Regions from separate parts of the Mus musculus genome. Here region 2 is linked to region 1. Evidence: chromatin contacts called from public HiChIP or PLAC-seq data. All regions are on one chromosome and are shown on one strand. The core of a region is the stretch at or near the end of the contact, and the rest is flanking DNA. Distances in the headings are between cores, read along the strand shown.

What was found. HiChIP or PLAC-seq counts read pairs in DNA pulled down with a chosen protein or histone mark.
Region 2: a contact with region 1 is called in an H3K4me3 HiChIP or PLAC-seq map of bone marrow-derived macrophages, with 2.8 times the contacts expected there. The contact joins the promoter of Clec4a2 here to the enhancer-like site in region 1. A contact is called at or near these places in 1 of 39 promoter capture datasets (macrophages), 1 of 484 Hi-C or Micro-C datasets (the CH12 cell line), 2 of 115 datasets of contacts at active chromatin or transcription factors (bone marrow-derived macrophages and embryonic stem cells) and 3 of 9 other capture datasets (embryonic stem cells, liver and macrophages).

What each region holds. Positions count from the first base shown.
Region 1 is chr6:123,001,807-123,008,660 of GRCm38.p6, forward strand. It overlaps Clec4a4 (C-type lectin domain family 4, member a4), which reads left to right. Exons shown (of 6, transcript NM_001005860.2): 3 at 2,203-2,304. Among named protein-coding and RNA genes, the nearest start is that of Clec4a4, 15 kb to the left of the region's middle. Within about 2 kb of position 3,990, at least 12 of the 459 cell types and tissues checked have an H3K27ac peak or open chromatin away from gene starts, as enhancers often do. A contact at or near this core is called in bone marrow-derived macrophages and embryonic stem cells, where this site is marked.
Region 2 is chr6:123,118,254-123,124,844 of GRCm38.p6, forward strand. It overlaps Clec4a2 (C-type lectin domain family 4, member a2), which reads left to right and starts at 5,063. Exons shown (of 6, transcript NM_011999.4): 1 at 5,063-5,416. The coding sequence starts at 5,335.

The DNA.
Region 1 (6,854 bases), core at 2,740-5,239:
TTAATATTCTTTTTTTTCTTTAAATCAAGGATCTTTATTCACGTAGCTAAAAACTAAAACTTTCTCAGTCCTCCTCATCAGCAATATTATTATTATTATTTTCCTTTTTTAAATTAGGTATTTTCCTCATTTACATTTCCAATGCTATCCCAAAAGTCCCCTATACCCTCCCCCCACTCCCCTACCCACCCACTCCCACTTTTTTGCCCTGGCGTTCCCCTGTACTGGGGCATATAAAGTTTGCAAGTCCAATGGGCCCCTCTTTCCAGTGATGGCTGACTAGGCCATCTTTTGATACATATGCAGCTAGAGTCAAGAGCTCTGGGGTACTGGTTAGTTTATAATGTTGTTACACCTATAGGGTTGCAGATCCCTTTAGCTCCTTGGATATTTTCTCTAGCTCCTCCATTGGGGCCCCTGTGATCCATCCAATAGATGACTGTGAGCATCTGTTGGGAGCTATTAAGACAACACTATTGTCCTGATCTCTGAATTGGGCATCTCCCCCTGAGAAGAAAAGGGGGTCTAAAGCGGGCCACTGACACACTGTTCCAAGAACAACCACAGAATGTTCCAGCCCTAAGTCCATCCTTTTGTCTCATCTCCAAACTTTGTCTCTGTAACTCCTTCCATGGGTGTTTTGTTCCCAATTTTAAGAAGGGGCAAAGTGTCCACACTTTGGTCTTTGTTCTTCTTCAGTTTCATGTGTTTTGCAAATTGTACCTTATATCTCGCTATACTAAGTTTCTGGGCTAATATCCACTTATCAGGGAGTACATGTCATTTGAGTTCTTTTGTGATTCGGTTACCTCACTCAGGATAATGCCCTCCAGGTCCAACCATTTGCCTAGGAATTTCATAAATTCATTCTTTTTAATAGCTGAGTAGTACTCCATTGTGTAAATGTGCCACATTTTTTGTATCCATTCCTCTGTTGAGGGGCATCTGGGTTCTTTCCAGCTTCTGGCTATTATAAATAAGGCTGCTATGAACATAGTGGAGCATGTTTCTTTCTTACTAGTTGGAACATCTTCTGGATATATGCCCAGGAGAGGTATTGCGGGATCCTCTGGTAGTACCATGTCCAATTTTCTGAGAAATCACCAGACTGATTTCCGACTTTAATATTCTTATGATGAAAACTCAGTAACCATGAAGTTGATCAAAGAGGTAGAGAATATATGATAAATTATAAGTTTACATGGGTAGATGTTGACTTTAGTTTTAGGCATATTGAGGTGAATCTAATATGTTTGTGTTTAGTGAGCAAAAAAACTCATACAAATAGACAGCTGACAAAACATGACAATCATATGACAAGCAATACATGACATCACTCGGGAAGAATTTGTATGAGAACGAAGCATAATGATAGGGCTGTAGAAAGTTACATTTTAAAGGGGTGGATGGAGGGAGAAGAGATTATAAAAGACAAGAATTGATGGTCAAAAGGTGAGGCAAAACCTGACAGAGCAATGGTTCAAGGGCTGAAGGGAAAGAGAACAACTGGGCTCAAGTCCAATGCCAAGAAGGCCAATGTGTGCCCTGGGATATTACTGATGACCCTTTTCAGAGCTGGTGTTGGAGAAATGGAGGAAGCAAAAGTGATGGAATAAGGAGGACAAAGACACAGGCAGGAGAGTGAAGTCATTCAGATGTAGAGGGAGAGGCCAGTCAGTTTGATTCTGAGTGAGCGAGAGTCTGGTACATGGAGGAGCAAGTCAGACGAAAAGATGTGAGTTTAAGAAAGAAAGCAATGCCTTGTAGATACTTGTTGGTTTTTTTCTTACTTCCCATTCTAAAATAACCTATAACTACTCAGAATTACTTAACTCCTTTTCCTCCCAATGCAAAGGTAGTTGACATCCTTAAATATGACTATTTATCTCTGCTTCATCTCCTGGAAGAATTAACATTTTCATCTTACATTCAGCTTTGAAGGATATGGTTCACTCCCTTTAGAGCCATGATAATGGATTCATCCCGCCTTTCAAGTCACTTGTGTTTCTGTGAGTCTGAAAAGTATCTGTGGTTTCAAATTAGGAGGCTGAGGATTCCATTGACTATGGGGTGATGGGAATTGTAGTCAGGCTCTGTCTACTTATGTAATGTGGATGTTGTAGATATTTGTACCAGTAAATAAAGAAATAGAAAGGTATGCTTCTATCATGAAAATGAGTGGTTTTGGTTGTTTTCTTCCAGTTTATTTTCAAAAGTACTCTCAACTTCTTGAAGAAAAAGAAGCTGCAAAAAATATAATGTACAAGGAATTGAACTGCATAAAAAATGGTTCACTCATGGAAGGTAAGAATAAATGTACCTAAGTGTATGTTTGCTGTTGTAGAGTGTAATAGTTTCATATAAATCCTTTTTCTTTCTGTCTCTGTCTGTCTTTCTCTTTTACTTATTCTTTCAGTAATTACAACCAATCACCATTTCCCCTCCATCCACTCCTCCCAGTCCCTGCCTCCTACCCCCTTCTTCCCCAGATCCACACCTCCTCTGCTTCCCTCCAAAAAAGAGGGGGACTCCCAGGGATATGCATAGAACCTGGCATAACAGGTTACAGTAAGACTAGGTACCAGACCTGATTTCAAGGCCAAAGTAATCCAGGAGGAGGAAAATGGACCCAAGAGCAGGCAGAGTGTCAGAGATGCCATGGACTGAGCCTAGTCAGCTCCCCTCAATCCGTGGGAATCAGGGGTTCCAGCAAGTGGACATGGAGTCGGCGAGAATGGGGTGACAAACAGACAGGACACGATTAAGTGTGTTGGGTCTGAATGTATTGTCCAAACGAACGCCAGACTTTTTATTACAGAAGAAAAACAAAAAAACCAGGCATACACATCCACCAAGTTACAGTGACACAAAACAAAAGGAATGCATAGTCCGAGTTTACAACTTAAAATGGAGCCAGGTGAATGCTATGATGTAATGCTAGTCTATTGTTAAACCCACCACCAGGGGTTCTTTAGTAAATACCTGATTATGCTATTCCTCTGGGCCTAGTGAAGAAACCTGCACCAGGGGAATTCCCTTCCACTAACTCTTTCATGAGACAACACACCTATTTGCTAGGTCATTGTACATTCCTGTGTTTGGGTGTGACTCAGCTATTGTCCTAAGTAATTACTATGCAGACTAGCCCTGAGCTCTCCTACCTCTGAACTGTGTAATGCCTGATTATTTTCACTGTCTCTACTAGAAGTGAATTTGAATGTTACTGAACAGGTAACATTCTTACTGAATTCCAAGCTCACCATCAGCTTCAACGATTTTCTAGGAACCATTGGAACACTAGTGGAGGCTTAGCTATATGTCAAAAATCAATCCTTAAAGGCACTTATAATAAAACAATACTGAAAGAGAGCACATGGATCCAAATGCCAGACTAACGCAGGGACAGGTTTTGAGTATATGGGCTATGGGAATGCCAAGGTTCCAGGAGGCAAAGTTTCCTTGAAACTCTTCCACTCGTGACTGCTTTCAGGCCCTTAGGCTTACCCAGCAGACTGCACTGGAGTGGACGTAGCACAGAGACAAGCCCACTCTACTGTTAGGAGTCCCACAAGAACACCAAGTTAGACAAACATAACATATATGCAGAGGCCTTCGTGCAGGTCTGTACAGGCTCTGTGATTGTCGATTTAGTCTCTGTGAACCCCTGTGAACATTGCTTAGTCATGTTCTCTTGGTGTCCTTGACCCCTCTGGATCCTACAATCCTTCCTCCCCATCTTCTGCATTCCCCAAGCTCTGTCTAGTGTTTGGCTGTGGGTCTTTGCATCAGTTTTCATCAGTTGCTGGAGGAAGGCTTTCTGATGACAGTTGGGCAAGGCAAGGATCTATGAGTATAGCAGAAAATTATTAGGAATCATTTCATTGACATTTTTTCCAGTTGTGTTTGCTTTTGTCCTATATGTCTGGGCTATTCAGTCTTAGCTCCTAGCTATCCAGGCAGTGTTGGACATGGGCTCCCTCTTGTGGCTTGGGCCTCAAGTCGGACCAGCCATTGGTTGGCTATTCCCAGAAGTTCTGTGTCACCTCAGCACATCTTGCAGGCAGGACACATTGTAGGTCAAAGGTTTTGTGGGTGGGTTGGAGTGCCAGCCACATGTCTGGGAGCCTTGCATGGTTACAGAAGGTAGCCAGTTCAGACTCTGTATCACCCATTACTAGGAGTCTTCACTAGGGTCACCCTTGTAGATCACAGGGACTTTCCATTGCATTACTTTCCACATCGATCCCCAAATGCCCACAATCCAGTCATCTTTCCCTGTACTCACTCACTCCCATCTCCTCAACTTGATCTTTCCTGTTCTACTTTCCATCTGCCCCGTAGTCTACCCACAAGATCTATTATATTTCCCCTTACCAAGGAGATTCATGTGCCTCCTTGATATTTAGTCTTTTTGGGTTTGTGGGTTGTAGTAAGATTATCTTTTAATTAACAGCCAATATACAATAAAAGTGTAACACATTTTAAAAACTCCATTCTTCACTGGGGAATATCTAGTTTTTTTTTTTCCCCCAGTTTGTAGCTATTATGAATAAAGCCTCTATTGACACAGTTGAACAATGTCCTTGTGGTAGGATGGAACCTTTAGGGTATATTCCCAAGTTAGATACAGCTGGGTTTTGAGGTAAATTGATTTCCAATTTCCTGAGGAACAGCCATATTGATTTCCATAGTGTCTGTACACGTTTGCACTCCCACCAGCAGTGGAGAAGTGTTCCCCTTGCGCTGTGACCATTGTGAGCTGTCACTTGAGTTTTTGATCTTAGGCATTCTAATGGGTATAAGATGGAATCTTAGTGTAGTTTTAAATTGTATATCCCTGATTGCTAAGTATGTTAAACACTTCTCTAAGGGGTTCTCAGCTATTTGATATTCCTCTATTGAGAATTCTGTTCAGATCTGGATTTTTTTGGTTTGTTGATGTCTAGTTTCTTGAGTTCTTTATATATTTTGGATATATTAGCACCTTGTTGCATGTGAAGTTGGTCAAAATCTTTTCCTGTTCTGTATGCTACCATTTTGTCCTATTGACAGTGTCCTTTGTCTAACAGAAAAAGTTTTTAAGTTTCATAAGGTCCTGTTTATTAATTGTTGATCTAAGTGCCTACACTATCAGTGTTCTGTTTAGGAAGTTGTCTCCTGTGCCAATGTGTTCAAGGATATTCCTTATGTCTTCTATAAGGTTCAGTGTGTCTGGTTTAATGTTGAGGTCTTTAATCCACTTGAACCTGAGTTTTGTCCCTGGTTATAGATATGGATCTATTTGCATTCTTCTACATACAGACATACAGTTAGACTCACACCATTTGTTGAAGATGCTTTCTTTTTTTCCATTGTGTAGTTCTGGTTTCTGTCAAAAATAAGGTGTCCATAAGTGTATGGATTTACCCCGAGTCTCCCATTTAATTTCATTAATCAGTGTGTCTGCTTTTATGCCAATACTATGAGGATTTCATTACTATAGTTCTGTAGTACACCTTGAAATCAGGGATGGTGACACCTCCAGAAATTCTACCCCTCCAAGGGACATATATATAACATTTATTTGCTACAGGGGTTGGCTCAGACCTTGGGGGTGGCAAACAACTTCTAAACTTCCAACTTGCCCATTTTGAACAGGGTGGCTGCAGTGCCCATGTAGACACAGCCCATGGCTGCAGTCCCATAGCTGTGAGTGTGAGCTCCCATTGTCAGGCCTCCTGAAGAGCCTCTGATTAATCAGGAGAGCTTAAGGGCAGCACTCCAAAAATTCTTATATTGTTCAGAATTGTTTTAGCTGTTTGGATTTTATGTTTTTCATATGAAGTTGAGAATTATCCTTTCAAGGTCTATAAAGAATTGAATTGGATTATTGATGGGATTGCATTTAGTGTGAAGATTGGTTTTGGTAAAATGGCCATTTTTACTATGTTAATCCTACTGATCCTAATTCTCATGGAATTGCTTTGATTTTTCCCTCCATTTAACTTGATGTGGGCTATATACTTATAAGTTGCCTTTATTATGTTTAGGTATGTCTTTTATATCCTTAACCCCTCTAGGACTTTTATTATAAAATGGTGTTGGATCTTGTCAAAGGTCTTTTCTTCATCTAAGATGAAGATGATCTCTTTTTTCTCTTTCAGTTTGTTTGTATGTTGGATTGCATTTATTGATTTTCATATATCGAACCATCTCTGCCTCCCTGGGATGAAGCTTACTTGATCATGGTGGATGATCTTTTTGATGTATTCTTGGATTTAGTTTGCAAGCATTTTATTGAATATTTTTGTATGTGTGTTCATGAGGGAAATTGGTCTGTAACTCTTATTGTTTGTCAAATCTTTGATTTGGGTATCAGGGTGATTGTGGCCTCATAAAATGAATTTGGCAAGGTTCCTTCTGTTTCTATTTTGTGATCTAATTTGAGGAATATTGGTGTAAAGTCACTTTAGAAAGTCTGATGGAATTCTGTGCTAAAACCACATAGGCCTTTTTTTTCTGTTGGGAGAATTTTAATGACTCCTATTTCCTTATGGGTTATAGGTCTACTGAATATGTTTTTCTGATAGATTTAACTTTGGTAAGTGGTATCTATTTAGAAAATTATCCTTCTTTTTTAGATTTTCCAATTTTTTAGAATAAAGACTTGTAAAGTGTGACCTAATGATTCTTTGGATATCCTCAGTGTCTGATGTTATGTCTCCCTTCTTATTTCCAATTTTGTTAATTTGGATATTCTCTCTCCATCTTTCATTTAGTTTGGCTAGACTTTGTCTATCTTGTTGAATTTTTCAAAGAACCAGCTCTTTGTTTCATTGATTTTTGATATTGTTGTCTTTGTTTATATTTTGTTG
Region 2 (6,591 bases), core at 3,813-6,312, 120 kb after region 1:
CCCTCATCCGAGGAAATAAAAACATTTACATAGAGCAACTATTAGTAAACTCTAACCAACCTCCCTGAATGACCAACAACTACTAACCCCCATCTATTGGGGACCTAACATTTATGCATCATCTGAAGAATTCTCAGAATTCCAAATGTCACACAATTGCAGAATCTATTTGCAGCTGGCAAGATGATGCCCCTTCCAGGGCAAGAGGTAAATCATAGTTGTTATGGTCTGATTTCAACATTCAGAATAACTGTAGCCATTTTGTTCCATGCCTGGGAGCTATTTTATATTGCTTCTGTAACAAGCCTACCAGCCATTGACACAGAAAAGTGATTTGCCTCAAGGACATGCTGACCACATACCCTGTTTTGTTCTTTATGTTTGGACTGTTCTGCATGAGGTTTGCTAATCTTAAGAAATTCCTCAAAGTCTTTCTTAGGACTCCAGAAATCAAAGGTCAATATGAACTATTATGTCTGCAATGGCTTGAGTCAGAGTTGATCACCAGACAGCCTTTCCTGCACCTACATATGGGTTCACTGTGGTTTTGAAGTTGACACTGAACAATGGTACTAATAAACCAAGAAGTTATACTTACAATACTCATGCTCTGTTATCTCAATGTTCTGCAATTCCCCTGTTTACCACCCATCCACCACTCACCTCACTTTACTCAGGACCAATCAGCTTAAAGGCTAGCTGATAATCCTTTGGCTACTAAAGTGTACTGCTCCCCTTTTGCCTTTTAAACTTTTGAACCTGTTTATATATATATGTGTATATATATATATTCTACCCTGAGAACAGACAAGAACTGCACTTATGCCTTCTAGTCATTTAATGGTCCTGATTGTTCAGTATTAAGGTGTGCATTCATTATTCTTGCTTAATTGAGATCAATGTTTGCTTCATTTTAGTGGCAATTACTGGAACCCAACAATGGTCAGCGGCTGCAAAGCAGCTTGATATCCCGACACCTGTGATTAAAACAAAAATCTAGTCTTATAATATTTCTGTGTTTTTAAAAGAAAACAAAATTCCTCAATCCTCACTACATTTCCCACTTTCTGTTTTAAGCCATTAATTATGTTGTGTGTAGCGGGGAATTATAAACTTCTGCTCAGTTCTAATCTTTATTGGGTTTGATTGTTATTCACAGCTTTTGGATTCCTATGGAAATATAAACAAATCCATCTCCCTAATGCAAAACTTTCACTGGTTTCCATTCTGATGTTAGCACATCCTTATACAGGATGATTTAATTCCAGAATATATATATATGTGTGTGTGTGTATATATATACACACATATATATATTACCTATATTGCAATGTTTCTTGGCTGTTTTTTCTTTCTGAAATGGTTCATTCATTTTTTTTTGCTGTAGTACCTTGAGCCCCAGAGGACATTTTCTGATGGTAAGAAATTACCCTATCTTTTTTGGACATACATTAAATTGGGACAGTGGCAATGCTTGCCATATCACCTGCACACCCCTAAAACTTGAGGTCTTCTTTCTGATTTATATTGAAAAGTACCATTGCTCTTAGATATGCTTTGATCATTAACATACTTTCCACAATTAATGCACCATGCATTTTGATATTCGAGACCTCTCACTATAACTTGACCTATGATATTAGCATGGTACACATTAGAACCAATATTGGTCACATCCCTTATCCACTCTTCCATGGGTGCTGTCATGCCTTTACTGATCTCATAACTTGTTTTTTGGGGGGGGGTTCGAGACAGGGTTTCTCTGTGTAGCCCTGGCTGTCCTGGAACTCACTCTGTAGATCAGGCTGGCCTCGAACTCAGAAATCCACCTACCTCTGCCTCCCGATTGGTAGGATTAAAGGCATGCGCCACCAACGCCCGGTGAGCTCATAACTTTTATATTCAACATTCATATCTTCAAATGCCCAGGTCTCTCAAAACCTGCCTTGTTTCAGGGTCTAATACAGCCTTGCTCTCAGCTGAGATTAATCTTTGTTACAACAGCAACAACAACAACAACAACAACAACAACAACAACAACAACAACAACAACTACCAGTGAAGGCTTCTCCAGAGCCTTGTACAATCTTAGTAAATAATGTGGACACTTTTCCAGGGCTCCTCAATTTTGTCTTAAGGTCTTAAAACTGCTAAGCAACATCATTCTATAGAAACATCATCAAACCTGTTCTTATAGATCAGAGTATCAACCTTCACCCAGCAACTGATCTTTTATGATATTCATTCCCCTAGCACTAATTCACTGTTCAATATTTGCTGTTTCTTCTGTCTGCCAGGTTAGTCATTGCAACTGTGGTCTAACCTCTAATACTGCTGTTACCAATCCCTTCCAGTTTTGGGGAATAACTCTACTTTGAGAACCTCAGTTATTTAGAATTTGTTTTGCATAAGTTTAGTGCATTCTTATGAAATTATGGCTTCTTTAAAATTCATTAGAGCTATTACTTCTATGGGATACCATCCTATCTTCTCATAACCTTGTTCCTCATCATTACATTAGTTGTATAACTTTTGGGAAAGCTGTGGTGGTCTATAACCCTGGGCTGCCCCTCCACCCACTCTGGCAGCACAGTTGGTTAGGAATTAACCCTTTCCCTCAAAATGGCCTGTTTCATCAGATTGTACTCCTGCTTTTTCAGCTTTTCTCTGACCCATCCACCCTCTGGCACAATTTCTTTCCTCATTCTTCCTGTGGGAAGTCTCCATTCTCTTGCTCAGTCACTGGGCCTGAGCCTTTTATGTTCTCCCTTTTCAATGATCCTTGCTCTCTTGTGCTTCCATCTCCACCCACAGTTTTTCCAGTTGCACAGCCAACTTTACATTCCTTTCAGAAACAAAAGAATAGATTGACCCCTTTTGTTTACACCGCCTTTTTTTTTGTATTTTGTGCCCCCTCAGTTCGAGTCACAGTTTTTCTAACTCCTCAGCCAGTTTTTCAAGTCTTTTTTGAAATAAAATATATGAAGAAGGAAAAGAAAAAATAAGAGAAATCCCTCTGGGAGTAAAGTAGAGATACCCCAGTAGTAGTAGATGCAATAAACGTTTTGCTGGCTTCTTAAATACCCATATCCCCCCCCCCCAACATTTCTTTTATGGCACTTGAAATCAAAATTTTCATTTTATCCTTAAATTTTGAGCTACAGGCTGAGTTGCCATTTGTTGTTACATTTTGGGTTCACCTTTTCCCACCATTTATCTCTGCTCCTCATCATTTCACCCCCATATAACTAGATAGGAGAAAGAGGAGAGATAGAAAGAAGAGAAAGATAGAGATCCTTGAATCTAATCTCTTGCTTGTTTCTTCTTTGAGCATGACTACTAATAATCTGAAAACCCCTCCCCCTCACAACCACTAACCACCAATTCTGCCTATCGGGGCTCTAGAATTTATATACTCTCTGAAAATTTCCCAGGATTCCAAACATGACACAATTGCAGAAACTTTCTGAAACTGGAATAAGCACACCGCCACCAGATCATGAGGTTAATTATCGTCAGCTGCTGTGGGAAGTCTGAAACAAGCACAGGTTGCTGCACCTGAGATTCAGAATGAAAATATATTCTTATATTTCTATGTTTTTTAAAAGAAGTAAAAATTTCAAAATTCTCACCACAAGCTTCCTTGCAGAGGGTAGACCAGGCATGGGTAAAGAGTGTGCATGGTGGAAAACTCACTGTGGGACGTTACTGTCTATTAAGGTAACGAGAATATCCATGCCTGGTTGTGGATGGCCTGACATTGGGTGTTAGCAGTCAAGTAGGATGAGGAGTGTATCTATGCACAGAAGGCAGAAATGGTGTCACTTTCAGAGAATCGTGAGGTGAGAATGCTGTCTGCTTGGTGGGATATCTCTGTGTCGCTGCTTGGTACCTTCCAGGGTGTTGAGAGTTTCTGCCCATCAAGGTGACCTTGGTGGTGTGCTAAAACCCAGGGAGGCTGAGTGGAGTCTTCCCAGAGATCAGCACCAGGAATGAGAGCACATCCAGCTTAGGGGACATAGGCTTGACCTGAGGTTTGGAGTCCACCCAGAAAGTACAGGCCTCTAAGTGAAGTGTGAGCAACATTGTGGGAAAGAGATGGGAGCATCCAAGAGATTATCACTTGGGAGTTTGAGATAGAGATAATGAGCATAGATTTGTTTTTACTCATAGATGTAGATTAGAAATGCCAAATTTTGGAAATAAAACGAAACCTGTGGCTTTACATTAAAATGGGGGTAATAGTGTTAACCCATGGTTTTCAGCATGTTTGGATATAAAAGCAAAAGAAAACCAGTAAATACAAACTCTCTCTCTCTCTCTCTGTGTGTCTTATGCATGCACATGTTGTTTGATTGTTATGTGTAGTGTAACATGGAAGTAGCTAGAGGAGATTCAAAGAAGGGAAGTCTTTGGAAGAACTGAAGGCTGAGCATGTGGCTGTGAGCTGGAAGATGTCTGTGGGAGTGACTCAAATGATTCCATCTCCAGCAGCTCAAGTAAGTGTCCCCTCTTGTACTCTGTGATCCATTTTATTCTCTCAACTATTCCCAACAGTGCAGTGAACATTTAAAGCATGAGCTGAGGAGGGCTGGGAGTAAGGGAAGAGAGGCACAAGGAGAGGAGAGAGTCCAACCACTGCTACTATCCAGAGCTGTTTCAGGAGCTCTGGGCATGTCCAGTAGCAAAGTGAGTGGAGAGTCCCCATGCAGGTAGTTATGAATCTATGGCAGGAGGCAGAGTGCTCAGAGGAGCAACTTCAGAAGAAACAGAATGTGAACTTTGCCTTCCCCACACTGGTGGCAGCTGAGAAAAAAGTGGGAATCCACACAATGGTGAGGGCTAATGGTCCACTACAATGTGGTATCAAAATTTTCCTGTTCAGTCAAAATCATCGTTGTGCCTTAAGAGTTTGCTTATGTTGTCTGGTTTTCCAGAAACCACATTTGCATATAGAAGTGAGTGAATTTATGTGTGCTGCAGAGTGTTTTACAACAGGGTTCTCTAATAGCATGGTTCCTCTTTCTCCTCCTTCCTCTTTCTTTCCTTCCCCCTTTGAGTTCCCACTTTGCAGTACTTGCATATCTTGCTGAGTGGGTTTGAGGGCTACAATTCTTATTTTCTTATGTTAAGAGGTTGCATTTCCCTTATCTCGCCCTGGTGATTCTATGCTGTGGTTTCTTGTTCTCATCTCGTTTATCCTAGTGAGACATGTCTCTTCTTTCATACAACTGTGCAATATGACAACTTATCACAGTGATTGGTTCTCATATACTATAGAGCCTTAGAGAAGGAACAAGGCTCTCTTCTGACGGAGGAAGATTTTTTCTTGATATGGCTTCAGAAATCACTTATGCAGAAGTGAAGTTCAAGAATGAATCCAACTCCTTGCACACCTACTCAGAATCTCCTGCAGGTAAAACAAAACAGAAATCCCTGTCTGTACTTAATGTAGATGGGAGGATAAAGGAAATGTCATTCTCAAAGTTAGGTGGTATTTGTGAATGATTTTTTGAGTGCTCCCATCTGGTATTTTACTGGAGTCTCAGCTGTTTAACTGTAAATTGACTTGAAGAGCTGTAGAGTTGTATAGTGGGAAGGAAAAGCTTTCTTGGCATGGTTTTTTTCTTGTTATTTACAAAAACTATACCTTGAATCTTGCTGTATTTCCTGCTCTATATAAATGAACATAAATGCATATATTTTTCTGAAAATTAAATCATATTGTTTAATAGTGAGCTCTCCCCTCTACGCTTGACAGAATTTTGTAACTTCATGAAAACTGTTTCAGTGTTTGGAGCTTTTATCCTGAAGGAACTTTTTTTTTTCTTTTATACGATAGATCAGAGCAAAACCTCTCACTTAATAGGCAGTTGCTCCGCTAAAGTTTCCAGCCATTTGAGAGTGGTTATCAGACTGACATTATGCTCAAGAGGTGGACTATGATTAGAAATATTTATCTCTTATTATATATTTGTCTTTAATATTTGGATAGTCTGGAAGTGATTTAAATATACAGTACTGCAACCACAGTAAAGAACACTATGAAAGTACAGTGACCTGAAAATATATTTATAATACTGATGCAAAGAAAAGTTGTAGGGCAGGTGGCAATGTTTATGTTGTGTTATCATGTGAGAAACATATTATATATACGTACTTTAACACTTGCTAAAAGGTTCACATGTGCTCTAATTCCAGCATTCATGAAGCAGAGGCAGGAGGATCACTGGAGATTTGAAGCCAGTCTTGTCTACATAATGAGTTGTAGACCATCCAAGACTACATAGAGAGACACTAGCTTCTTATACCTTTCATCACCAAAAACAAACAAACAAACAAACAAACAAACAAACAAATGAATGAACAAACAAGCCAAAACAAAAACAAACCCAACCCCCAAAACCACACACAAAGAAACAAAACACTCTATGAAAAACATTAATAAAGTATTTTTGTAATATATATTTACATATATTTGTATAAATGTGTACATGTAAGTATACACACATATATGTATTCAAAGTATTTTTTCAAATCTCAAAATATTAATACCGGTTACTTCAACAGTATAAGTCTGTGCATTTTTTA